Linked DNA regions of Rattus norvegicus: region 1 is linked to region 2. The links are chromatin contacts, called in public Hi-C maps. All regions are on one chromosome and are shown on one strand. Each heading gives the region's core, a stretch centred on a gene start, on an enhancer-like site or on the middle of the called end of the contact. The rest is flanking DNA. Distances are from core to core; before and after follow the strand shown. Region 1 overlaps Syn3 (synapsin III). Region 2 holds the start of Timp3 (TIMP metallopeptidase inhibitor 3).

Region 1 (6,022 bases), core at 205-2,704, 120 kb after region 2:
TTCTGATCTTTTCAGGTGTTTGGTAATTATCAGTTGCCTCTGCTCCTCTTGAATCCTCTGCCATTGGATCATTTGTTCCCATGGTTACTAACCCTGCATCTCACTGTTTGCAGGTGCACCTGCTTCTCATGCCCCCATCAGAAAGGGGCTCTTCTACCAAAGGTGATGTGTTTTACCCATTCAGTACCTCTAGGGAGATGCTGGGAAGGGAGTCTCACTTCGGGATGCAGTCATCTTGTTGGCCTTTCCTGTTTTCTTATCTTCAACTCCCTTGATGTTGGCCATGGCCCTGGTTTCTTTTCCCTGGACACCCACAAAGGCTTGGATGACTCTAAGTCTTCGGGAATTCACCTTTTAGTTCCGTCATGAACCAAAGCATCTTCCCCACTAAGGCTTCCCTTCCTAAGCAGGGCCACTGAGGAGCTTCTGTAAGGGAATCATGTAAGATGTGTACCAGTAAAACAATATGCAGTGCTCTGGTTTAAATATAGGTGGAGCACCCTCAGGGACTCCCGTGTTGAAATTTCATCCCCACTGACAGTGGTTTTGAGAGTAGAAACTTAATCGATTTTGGTAAGAGATAAGGCCTTTGGGAAGAGATTGGGCTTAGATAAAGTTATCATGATGTAAGAACAAAGCCAGATAGATAAATAAATATGCCTGTCTCTTGACATACAGTGTCCTGTAGCACCTCAGGGTACATCTAGCAAGAAGACTATCACCACATGCAGCCCCTTACTCTTGGTCCAGAATTTGAGGCAAAAATGAACCTGTTTTCTTTAGAAAGGGTTTCATTGTAGCAGCATAAATCAAACTAGAATGCTTAATACTATGGTGATATTTTAGCCTCTCGTAAGTATTTGGCAATGACCTCTGTGTTTGATATACATTATCTCATGTAATAATAAATCCCAGTCAGCCCAATGATCCTCATTAAAACATACAGCACAGTGATCTGGAACATTCTGAGTCAGTCATAGCTTACACCTTTCTATGCTCCTCCGTTTCCTCCGTCATCGGCATAACAGATATCACAAGTATAGCTACCTTTGAAGTCGTGGTGAGAATCGAGTCAATAAAGACGGGTGGTGTTTAAAAGGGTGTCTGCCCTCTTAGTATTGTTCAGTAAGTGATGCTCTAAGCCTCGTGAAATCAAAGCCCACTGAGCAAGAGCCCCTTTCTCAATCATGTCTGCCTTCCCTCCTGACTTCAGCTACCAATCCCTCATTCCCACAGAGTTCAGTGAGACACTTGGGAAAATATTTTTTCCAAAATAAATTTCAAGCTATTATTTTTCTCAAACCACCCGATTCTGTAGCCCATCCCTGTCTACTAACGTTACCGCCCTGTCCCTATTTAGACTGAGGTTTTATAGCTGACCAGGGTTCTCACCAGGGCTTCCCTGTCCCGCCATCTCCAGCATGAGTCACCCTGTGATGTCACTGCCTTGCATTTGTCATGGTGGCTGCTGTGGTCTCAGAGATGACTATGGATGAGACTGGCTCTGAGCCCAGATGGGACTTGTTCTCATTGTGCATTGCTCCGTTCCTCCCTGGTAGAGCGGAGTCATAACAGGGCTACCTCCACAGTCTGATGCTTCCTTTCCGTATCACTATATCAGAGAGGCTGCTCTTAGCCTCCTCATTAGTAAAGAGGAAGATTTACAGATTCTCTTAGGTAGGATTTCTCTTGCTGTTGAAACACCATGACCAAAAAGCGAGTTGGGGAGGAAGGGGTTTATTTTGGCTTATACTTCCGTATCACTGATCATCACCAAAGGATGTCAGGACAGGAACTCAGACATGGCAGAAAGCTGGAGGCAGGAGCTGACACAGAGGCCATGGAGGGGTGCTGCTTGCCGGCTTGCTCCCCATAGCTTGCCCAGCTTGCTTTCTTATAGAACCCAGGACCACCAGCTCAGGGCTGGTACCAGCCTCAATGGGCCAAGCCTCCCACATCAATCACTAATTAAGAAAATGATATACAGGCTTGCCTATAACCCAGCCTTATGAAAGCATTCCCTCCTCTCTGATGACTCTAGCTTGTGTCAAACTGACACAAAACTAGCCAGTACAGGGATTAAATTGGACAGCACCAAAATGCCTACACACAGCACAGAGTAGGGAGCACTAGCATCTATGGTCATGAACATGACATAACACACCAGCCCCAAATTCAGCAGTGTGTGTGTGTGTGTGTGTGTGTGTGTGTGTGTGTGTGTGCCTTCATGCACACATGTGTGCATGAATGGGTATGTGTAACCAGAGGTGTTACTCTCAAAAGTGCTATCTACCTTCTTTGAGTCTGAGACTCTCATTGACCTTGACCAGTTAGTCGTGGCTGGCTGGCCAGTGAGCTCCAGTGACCCTACTGTCTCCACTCTCCTCGAGTTTGTATTACAAGTATGTGTCAACACACCTGGATTTTCACATGAGTTCCACAGATGAAACTAAAGCAAGCACTTTATTTTTTGCTCCCATGGATTAGACAGCACTTGGTAGATTTATGCTTGGCTCCAAGTGGACCAGTAGCTCATCAAGACATGCTCTCAGCATGACAATGGCAGAAGTACAAGAAGACAGTTCCCACATGCACAAGCACACTTTAAACCACTATTCCCATCTCACTGGTTCAAGCAAAGGACATAGACAAGCCCCAAATTAAGACAAAGGTTCTACACTCCAAGTAAAGAGATGGCAAAGTGTCTGTTTGAATAAATGCCCAAGATTCCATGCAGTATAAAGGAAAAAGATCTGTTGAGGTCATAGGTCAAGAGGTCTGAGAGCATGCATGGCTTCTGTGAAGGGTCAAGTGGCAGAGGGCACCGTGGGATAGACGCTCACGAGAGGTCATGAGGCAAAACGCAAAGCTGGAGAGCAAGCTTAGAAAACCAAAGTTGCTTAATGCCAACCCTAGACAACACCCAGGTGTCTAATCAGCTCTGAGGCCTGATCTCCCGAAGGTTCCACCACCCCCTCTCAATTCCATCAGATTTAGTACACGCTTCCAAAGTAAGGGAGAGGGGTACAACTATTTCCCAAGCATAGCAGTAACACTGCAGACGGTATGGATGCAGAGAGGTGTGAAGAAGTAGGAGCAGTGATGTTAATCTAGTGCTGTTTCCCTGTTTCTAACTCTCCTTCATATACGTGGACCTCTCTGTTTCACATCATGCCCACCTACACACACATACCCCAAGGAGAGAATGTACAATCGGTGCATTGGCATCCGTGACCAAAAACTTGTATAGGACCTTGGGCTTAAAAGGATGTCTTGATGGGAACCCCAAAGGTCACACTTGCTCACCTTAGTGTGTACAACATACTCTGAACTCGCTCCTTCTCTGTATATAAGGAACCAACTAATCCTTTCAGCCACCCCTACAGTTAGGTACGTTCTCCCCTGAAAACTGAGGAAAATGAGGCTTTGTGATGTCCAGACGCCCAGGATGTACAGGTAATACATAAAGAGCGTTTCACTGAGCCTCAGTGTGTTACTGCAGTGCTGTGTTCCATTCATCAAACCAAGAAGGAGAGAACCAGAACTCAGGCCAGGCTGTGTCCAATATCCAATACGGTGCTTACAACTTTCAACCTTATTTATATCTGTTCTATGAGACATCTATTGGTCGTTCTTTAACTTTTCCACTTTAGGTTGAACAAATGCTTTTTAGAACAAAGCTGCATGCAAAGGAGGGCCATAAGTGGGGAGCAATAGCTCATGCCACAACAAACAGAGCAGCCAAGAAAAAGATCTACAGGCACAGGGATGTAGTTCAGTTATCAGAGGCTCGTCCGCCATTCACAAAGTCTTGGATCGAGCCCCAGCTGCACAAGAACCTGGGCCACTAATCTCGGCATTCCAGAGGTAGAGGCAGGAGCATCAAAAGGCTACACAGCAATTTCCAATCCAACTTGACATCCCGGGGACCCTGCTTCAAAAAATGATTTACAAAAATAAAGCAGTCTTATCAATTATCAAGTTCAAACTGAATATTCTTGCTTGCTATAGCTCTAAGCTCCCAGAGAAAGTTAGATGTTTGCAAGCACAGGGGATGTTGCAGAGTTGAACTAGTTCTAAACGCAGACAATTTCTGATGGCTTCTCAAGGTTAGGAGGTTGCTTGTAAAGAGAAGAATTTCCTGCCACGTGGTTCAATGTATTAATATATCCAGGTTTCAGCAAAACCCACTGGAGGGACCGCCAGAAATCCTGGCTCTTATTTCATATGTCGGTGGCTTTGGAGGAAGAACCCAAAGTGGTTCTGAGGAAAGACCCCAGGAACCTTCTGGAAACTCTTCAGTCCCTCCTTGGATTGAGTCTTTAGAGGCCACTGAAGATCAGTCTGTGTGACCAAGGGTTATGGCCAGTTTTATCATGACTAAAAGATTTAAACCCAAAACACTGCTGTAGTTCCGACCCTTCCATTAAAGTCGTGGTCACAAGCCTACGGCACTATGGAGAAATGATAGAAACTAGAGAGACGAAGTTAGATCATGAGTGGCATATTCTTGAAGGGGATGTTGGGACCCTGGCCACTTCCTGTCTCTACCTTCGCTTCCTGACTGCTGTGGACCACGACCTGTTGCTTCTGACCTAAGCTGTGTCGTGTTGTACAGCTCTAGATGTCCCTCCCATGCACAGACATCGCTGTAGTCCCTTTACTTCAATGAGAACTGGAAATGTGTCAGAGGCTATGCCCACCATAAAGAGGCAACCATTTCCTCTTTAGAGTCTCGCTGCTACTCCAGTGACCCAGAAAACACTGCAGATCCCTTCAACCTAAATCCCCCCAAACGCTTGGATTTTCTCCCTATCCTAGGGATCCTGTACCTGAAGTAGGCTACATTTCCCACAAGTTAGCCCTTCCCAAACTCCCCTTTTATGGAAACTCCACATCATCCCTTCCCATAGGCAAGGGATTGTTTGTCCATCATACACGTGAGAAGCCTTCTGCTGGGTGCAAGCATTTCTTTCAAATCTTTTCTCTTCAGTGTCAAAAGTAGCTTTATTTTGCAAAAGGAACCGGGTCTTTGAATCAAACACAGGAGAGCAAAGGAGTGCAGACCTTTTCCAAAACATTGGCCACGTGACAGCAGCATGGCTGGAGAGACAAGGACACCGCAGAATGAAAACACAAACCAGCAGATTTCACCCAGCTTCGCAAGCGTCTGTGTGCGCACACATACAAGCATGTGTGAGTGCAAACACAATACACACAGACACACATAAACGCACACAAGCGCAAGCAACTTTCAGAGTAAATGGCTACATAGCTGATTTTGATAGATGGTCAATTTCCTGCCATCCCTAGACCTTTATCTCCATTTTATCCTTTGACTTTAAGGGAAGATATGACTTTCTTCTTGTTTTTTCTATTGTTTGTAGTGTGTGTGTGTGTGTGTGTGTGTGTGTGTGTGTGTGTGTGTGTGTTTGCTTTTGTTGTTGTTGTTCTTCTTCTTCTCCCCCTCCTCCTTCCTCCTTCCTCCTCCCTCCTCCCTCCTCCTCCTCCTCCTTCTCCTCTTCTGCTACTGCTGCTTTTTCTTGATTTTTCTAAGAAAAATGTTCTGAAGGAAAGAATATCATAAAACACTCATTTGTTTTCTTTTGTGTCCTTACCTCTGTCCCAGCTTGGGATTCTGTCCCCTGTATGTGCCCAGCAAGACCTCAACCAACTTTCTGGGCCATTCCTTCCCCCTCCCAGGAACAGTCAGAAACAGCAGAGAAAGTCATCAAAGGCTGCAACCCCACAGGTCCTGTGCCTCCTGCTTGGGCACAGAGAGAGGAAAGAGGCCTCTGTGTGTCCCTAAGGGGATTTCTTCACTTCCTGGCAGTCTCCAGTACACAAACTGTGTTTGCTAGGAGGGGAAGGAATGCTATTGATGGCGCTGATGCTGCTGGAGAGGGAGAAACAAAAATAATCTGGGACCATTGGCTCTGTTTCCTGTGCATGTGTCTGTGCGTCTGTCCTGTCCCCAGCCTGTCTGGCAAGCTCCATGCTTGTTTGGGCTGAATAAGGTTCA
Region 2 (5,874 bases), core at 2,247-4,746:
CTCGGTAAACAGGATACTTTAATTAAAACTGCTGGCCCCTTTAGCTGCCTTCAATGTTTGGAGGGAAGCTTTTCTAATCTAGGTGAAAATGCCATCCGTCCCTTTCATTTGAATTCCAGGAGCAGGTGCCGTCCTTAGGGTGTCAGAGTTCAGCGGAAAAGTGTCATCATGAAGACTGAATGCATGCCTGGCCACTGCTGGTGGCCTTGCATGATGACCTTATTCAGTCTCAGTATTCTCCATCTGAGAAATGGGTGTGATACCACTTAAGGTTGCTGGGGAGTTAAGATAGCATCTCTGACGTGCTTGAACACCAGTATAGGTCTGAATGCTTCCTTGTCTTCTTTCCTCTTGCCCAACAGCATTCCTCCTCCGGTCAGGATTCTCCAGATGCCATTAGCCTCAGTACACGTGGACATGCACACTCACACGTGTGTGTGTGTGTGTGTGTGTGTGTGTGAGTGTGTGTGTGTTATGTGCTCATGACACACATGCATGCGCACGCACACCACCCCACTCCAAAATTTTCAGAATGCCCTGAACATTTCCCATCGTTGCCTGAACTGAGGCTGCCAGGGCAAAATCTGCCTGGCCAAGGCTGCCTCTTTCATTCCCAGCGCCCTGCCCCCTGCTTCTTCAGTCAAGGTTTTGAAGGAGTTTCGGGGGCAGTGACTGGAAGGGAGAAGGCCCCAGGTGAGGTGACCACTGCCAAGTTCCTTGCTTTGCCCCACAGTGTATCTGATAATGGTAAGTGTAGTTTAGTCTTCTAAACACTTAGATAGGGTGCTGGGCCTGCAGTTGCCATGGAAACACCTTTTAACTCCTCCTCATCCAGAAGGTTGTGCCAGTCCCCTGGGCTTCGGAGAAGAAAGAGCAAAGAGACACCCTGTGGGTAAAGAGACAGGGAGAAGGAAGGCCATTTTGGTGCGGTAATGGGGGCTTACCACAGGCCAAGCTAGGCGTCTTGTGCCCTTCCCTGGCAACATGGCATCTAGCCAGGGTGAGAATGCCTGCCGGTTCTAGAAGAGGAAGGTGGCAGGCAGGCTGGCTTGAGCATACTGAGGGGGCTCCAGTTTCCAGAGGACAGTTGGGAGCCATCTACTGGAGGCAACAGGGTGTCTGCTGCTGTCAGACAGCAGGTCAACAAGCCAGCAGGCCCACACCCACACCTCCCATTTTTAAAAGCATTATCTCATCTCTGTGCAGTGCACCAAACCAAGGGTTAGTAAGTCTGGATTCCTGCCAGAACAAGGATCCCCCCTCCCCTTTGGCTACTACTATATTCTGGATTTGGCATGTTTCTTGGTAATTTAACTTTTTTTCTAGGAAGCGTATTAAGAGGGAGAAAATAAGCTGTTTCTTGAATAAACCCATAGAAATGACAAGAAACTTGGTCAGTGCTGACCAACAGTAGGACCCTTACAGAAGCAATCAGCTGACTCCAGGAGAGCACTCCTGGCTTATGTTGTCAAGGTAGACACCTCAGAGCCGAAAGGCATCTAGGATAGAGAGGAGAAGAACCCTCTCTTCCCTACTCACACTAGGGAACCAAACTGAACACACCCAACCCATTGTGCGGCTGAAAAGAACTTGGGCCCTAGTCTGCACACCCAGATTCCACCTGCTCCCCCACAGGTCAGGACTACGCTCTAGGCTGAGCAAAAACCAGACAGCACGAACTAGTGGAGAAAGTCACTGACTGCTGAGAGGAAAAGCCAAGAGGAATCTGGGTGGGGGCACTCAGGGGAGAAGGGAGAAAACTTTCCCAGCCCTCCAGCAATCCAAAAAAGGACGCTTCCAAGCAACCCTTAAAGCCAGGGGTTCTGCCCCAGGGACAGGAAAGGGTGGGTGTCCTCGGGTTCTAGGAAACCTCCAAGAGGGGTGACCGCAGGTCACACAAACACCCTGGGGCTGCCAAGTGGACTGACCTGACCACCACAGCCACCTCCCAGATTTCCCCCTAGGCTGGCCTGACCCACCAGCAGTGCCTCTCCAACCACGGTTTTCTCTCCTGCCAGGTCGCCACCCCTCCCCCTCCTCGTCACAACACACTTGCAGAGTAGAATCCCTCACTCAAGACCCAGTGGAAAATTTCCTTCTCCTTTATGACTAAACTTAAAACACACACACTCCATTCTTTACTGAATCCACACTGGCCAAGTGCGGCCTCGTGTCCCCCGCCCCTGCCCAGCAAACACACAGCAGGGACATTGGACCCGAGAGCTTTAAGAGCTGGAGAACAGAGTTTCCAGCTTCTGCTCCTCCTGGGGCCCTCCAAACACTAATTCCTCCAACACTCCTCAGGCACTCCGGACTGTGGGTTCCACTTCTTATCAAGTCTCTCTAACCAGCACAGTCTCTTTGAGCCCATCACCTCAAGTGATGAGACCTTGGGCATCTTTGCTCTTTGGGTGACAAATCTGCTTTCTCCTTAAGCTCTCCCTCCTCACATACATTCAGGGAAAGAAAAAAAACTTCCTGTGAATTTTCACAGCTGTATGGTAAGTGATTCCCCCACAGTCACCTCAGGCCAACTATCAACAGTACTCCCAGGGAGGAGGGCAACCCCACAGTTTTCTTCTCTCTTTTTTTTTTTTTCATCTCCCCCTCCCCCAGTTCCAGCCACCCAAACTTGGCATTGGCAGGCCAGAAGCTCCATTAGCACTTGCTGGGAGAGCCTGCAGCTAGGCTGGGTTGGATCTCAAGGAAAAGAACGAAGTTCAAGGGCGCAGGAGATAAGCAATCTCTAAACGCTAGTTTTCTCTCGCAACTCCACCCGCACAATCGAGCAACTTGAAAAGCGTACTCGAGGTCCCAGAACTTCAGTTGGAGTTCCAACTTTTCAGAACCTTCTCTCACCCTCCTCCTCCAACTCTTTTTCCTTTCAAGCCAATGGAGAAAATTTCTAGATGTCAAGCAGGGACCTAGTTCACGCCCGCCCGCCCGCCAGAGACCATCACTAGGCCACCGGTTGGGTTCCGTCTGCAAGGCATTTCTGTACATAGAGTCCCCGCCCAGGGAAACTGAGTCTCCCGCTGCGGCGTGCAACTTGCTCCGGGGCCTCCCAGAGCGCTTACCGATGTCGGAGTTGCAGAAGGCATCCTGGGGATGGCTGGGCGAGCATGTGCACGCTTCCGTTCCCCAGTGCCCAAGGCTCCAGCAGCTCAGGAGCAGGACAAGCCCAAGCCAGGGAGTCATGGTAGCTGCTGTGGTCCGCTGCGGGGACTGCCGCTCTTTTCCTCAAAGTTGCCGAGCGCTAGCGCCGGTGCTGCAGTCCGAGCTCACTCGCCGGGTTTAACCGTGCACTGTGCACGGTGGGCAACTTTGAGCTCCGGGGAAGTGCCTTCCAAGTAGCCCGGCGGGATGTGACCAAGTGGCCAAGGGTGTCTGGCGCACGAGTCCGCGGAGCCAGTGAGTGGCCTCCGGGAGAAGGATCGGGAAGCGGAGAAGCAAGAGAAGAAGCTCCTTGGCGCTGGCGGCTGCCCGCTGCCCACTGTGAGCAAGAGTCCAGGGCTGCAGAGTGATATAGGGGCGCGAGGGGACCCAGCCCCTCGGGAGCGCGGGGTCCGCCCCCTCTGACCAATGGCAGCGCCGCATTACCTCATCGGCCCTCCAAAAAGGGGGCGGGGCCGGGGGGCGCGGGGCGACAGGGCGGAGCCGGCCCGGACCGTTCAGATCCTTTTAGGGAATAATGCAGTTGTGGGCACGCGAGTGGGTGGGCTGGGCGCGTCCTGGGCCAGTATGCGCTGCAGCGGCGTCCCACGGCCCCTTCACCCTACGCCCACCGGCCCTCTTTGCGCTTTCGACCCAAACAAGGATCCAATCCCAGCCACCCAGCCTGCCTGCACAACCCTTTCAAGGGCCCTAGGTGGCCCGCGCCCTGAAGTCTTGATCAGGCCTCCTGAAAAAGTCAAGAGGGAAGCCTCAAAGAAAATTTCCCCTTCTTATCTTTCCTAGAGAGAGAGAGAGAGCAGGGAGTAAGAGGAAACCCTTGAGCAGATGGCATCCGTTTTACCCACCTCCCCACCCCCAACACATACACCTCTGCCTTTGTGGGACCGCTATGGTAATTGTCACTGGGGGTAAATTTATCTGTGGAATTATTCAACAAACACTGTTCTGGACGCCAAGCAAGCCCTTGCAATCAGGATGACTGTGCTAGTACGATGAGGAAACTAGAATAGTTGTAGACCTAGGTTAGAATGACTAAGAGGGTGTTGCTTTCTGTGGGACAGTAAAAGGAGTGACATCATGCAAGAACATCAAGTGCAAAGGCCTGGGTCTTCTTTGAAGGACAGAATATAGGGGAAAAGGGGGAGTAGGATAGCTGGTCTCACTGGTGACAGACAGCAATTCCTCCTTCAGTAAGGAACTTCCTGAGGTAAGGCAGTCCAAAAGTGAAGTAGATCCAGATCCAAGATCAGAGACGACTAACAGTAAAATTAGGAATGTTATCAACCAAGCCATTTTAAGTAACATCTTCACGGGTTGGGGGGGGGATGGGAGTGGGCGAGGGCATGGGTGTGTACTCACACTTTGTTCTACCTTTTTGAGACACAGTCTTGCTGACACAGCCCAGGCTGACCTTGAACTCAAGATCATCCTGTGTCAGGCTTCTAAGGGAGTTAGAGATGTGCAGCACCACACCTGGCCTATGCTATCTGTTTTGAAAAGCAGGATTCCATACTCCATCTCCCTATGCTATCTGTTTTGAAAAGCAGGATTCCATACTCCATCTCGTATTTGCAGATTCCTTCTAGTTAGGGAAAGCTAGGACAGGTGTCCTGTGTACCTTCCAGCTGAAGAAACAGGCCCAGGAAGGGGATGCTCCCACCATCCTTGCAGCTGCCTCTAACCAACATTACTTTTATAATAATCTCTCTCCCCTCTCTGCCACCTTACACCTCAGCTGATTTCAAAGGAGACCTGTATTTTAGCTGCAGAATGCTGAAAACTTGTAAAAATTAGGAAAATCCAAGGGAACCCCTTAGATTATCCCCAAGAGAGAGACTCTCTAATGCAGAAGCAGAGAGCAACATGGTAACATTATTTCTGACTGCACTGCCCTTGTTTAGATTGTTTTGTGTCTTTTGTTTCTGTTGGTACCGCTGTTATTTTGAGACAGATCTCATTATGTAGTCCAGGCTGACCTTGAACTCTCAATCCCCCTGCCTCAGCCTGCCAAATGCTTCCAAGAATCTCCCACCCAAGTATTCTAGCTATACAAAAGAGAGCCTAGCTCCCACATCTTTCTGTCTTGTCCCGCTAGGCTTTGAGGCCCCTCCCCTCCTTAATTCTGTTCCAGGGTACCTTGATCTCCTCACTGCATTTCTAGCCCCATCTCCTGGAATATGGTTATATTGTTTCTTTCCTGACACGCTGAAGCCTCAGATGAGGCCAGTACTACTTTTTTAGCCTTAGGAAAGTCCCAAGAAACTTGAGTGTGGATAATACCCCGGCAGTCACTTGAGGTTGGAGCCATGGGCACGATGGGGCCACGCTGAGGAACTAGGTTGAATGAGGACATAGTTGGTGGAATTTGAGAGATTCGCTGAACCTTGCACCGTGCCAGTCATGTGGAAGACTTTAGAAGGGTTTGCAGACAAATCCCCTTGGGTTAAATATCTTACAGGCTACAGGCCTCTCTCTGCTTTCCTATTGAGAGACCATTTTGTCCAAAGTGCCATTTGTTTTTCCTCCAAGAGAGAGCCTTTCTGGAATGCAAGACAAGTGCCAGGCAGCTACTTTCTGTTACGTGTCACAGAGCCGATTCCTCAGAGAGGACATCTGAAGTGTGTCTAGTTCTGGCATCTACTTCCTTATGAAAACTCTGGGTGTCTTCTGATTATTTTCTTTCCTCAAAGGTGCTAGTTT

What was found. A called contact is a pair of places that touch in the nucleus more often than the background predicts.
Region 1: a Hi-C map of Schwann cells shows a contact between it and region 2, with 5 times the contacts expected there. The contact joins the enhancer-like site here to the promoter of Timp3 in region 2. A contact is called at or near these places in 10 of 12 Hi-C or Micro-C datasets (the A7r5 cell line, Schwann cells, frontal cortex and 5 more).

What each region holds. Positions count from the first base shown.
Region 1 is chr7:19,578,032-19,584,053 of GRCr8, forward strand. All of the region lies in intron 6 of Syn3 (synapsin III), which reads left to right. Among named protein-coding and RNA genes, the nearest start is that of Timp3, 120 kb to the left of the region's middle. Within about 2 kb of position 1,455, at least 6 of the 93 cell types and tissues checked have an H3K27ac peak or open chromatin away from gene starts, as enhancers often do. A contact at or near this core is called in Schwann cells, where this site is marked.
Region 2 is chr7:19,456,062-19,461,935 of GRCr8, forward strand. It overlaps Timp3 (TIMP metallopeptidase inhibitor 3), which reads right to left and starts at 3,497. Exons shown (of 5, transcript NM_012886.3): 1 at 3,078-3,497. The coding sequence starts at 3,198. All of the region lies in intron 6 of Syn3 (synapsin III), which reads left to right.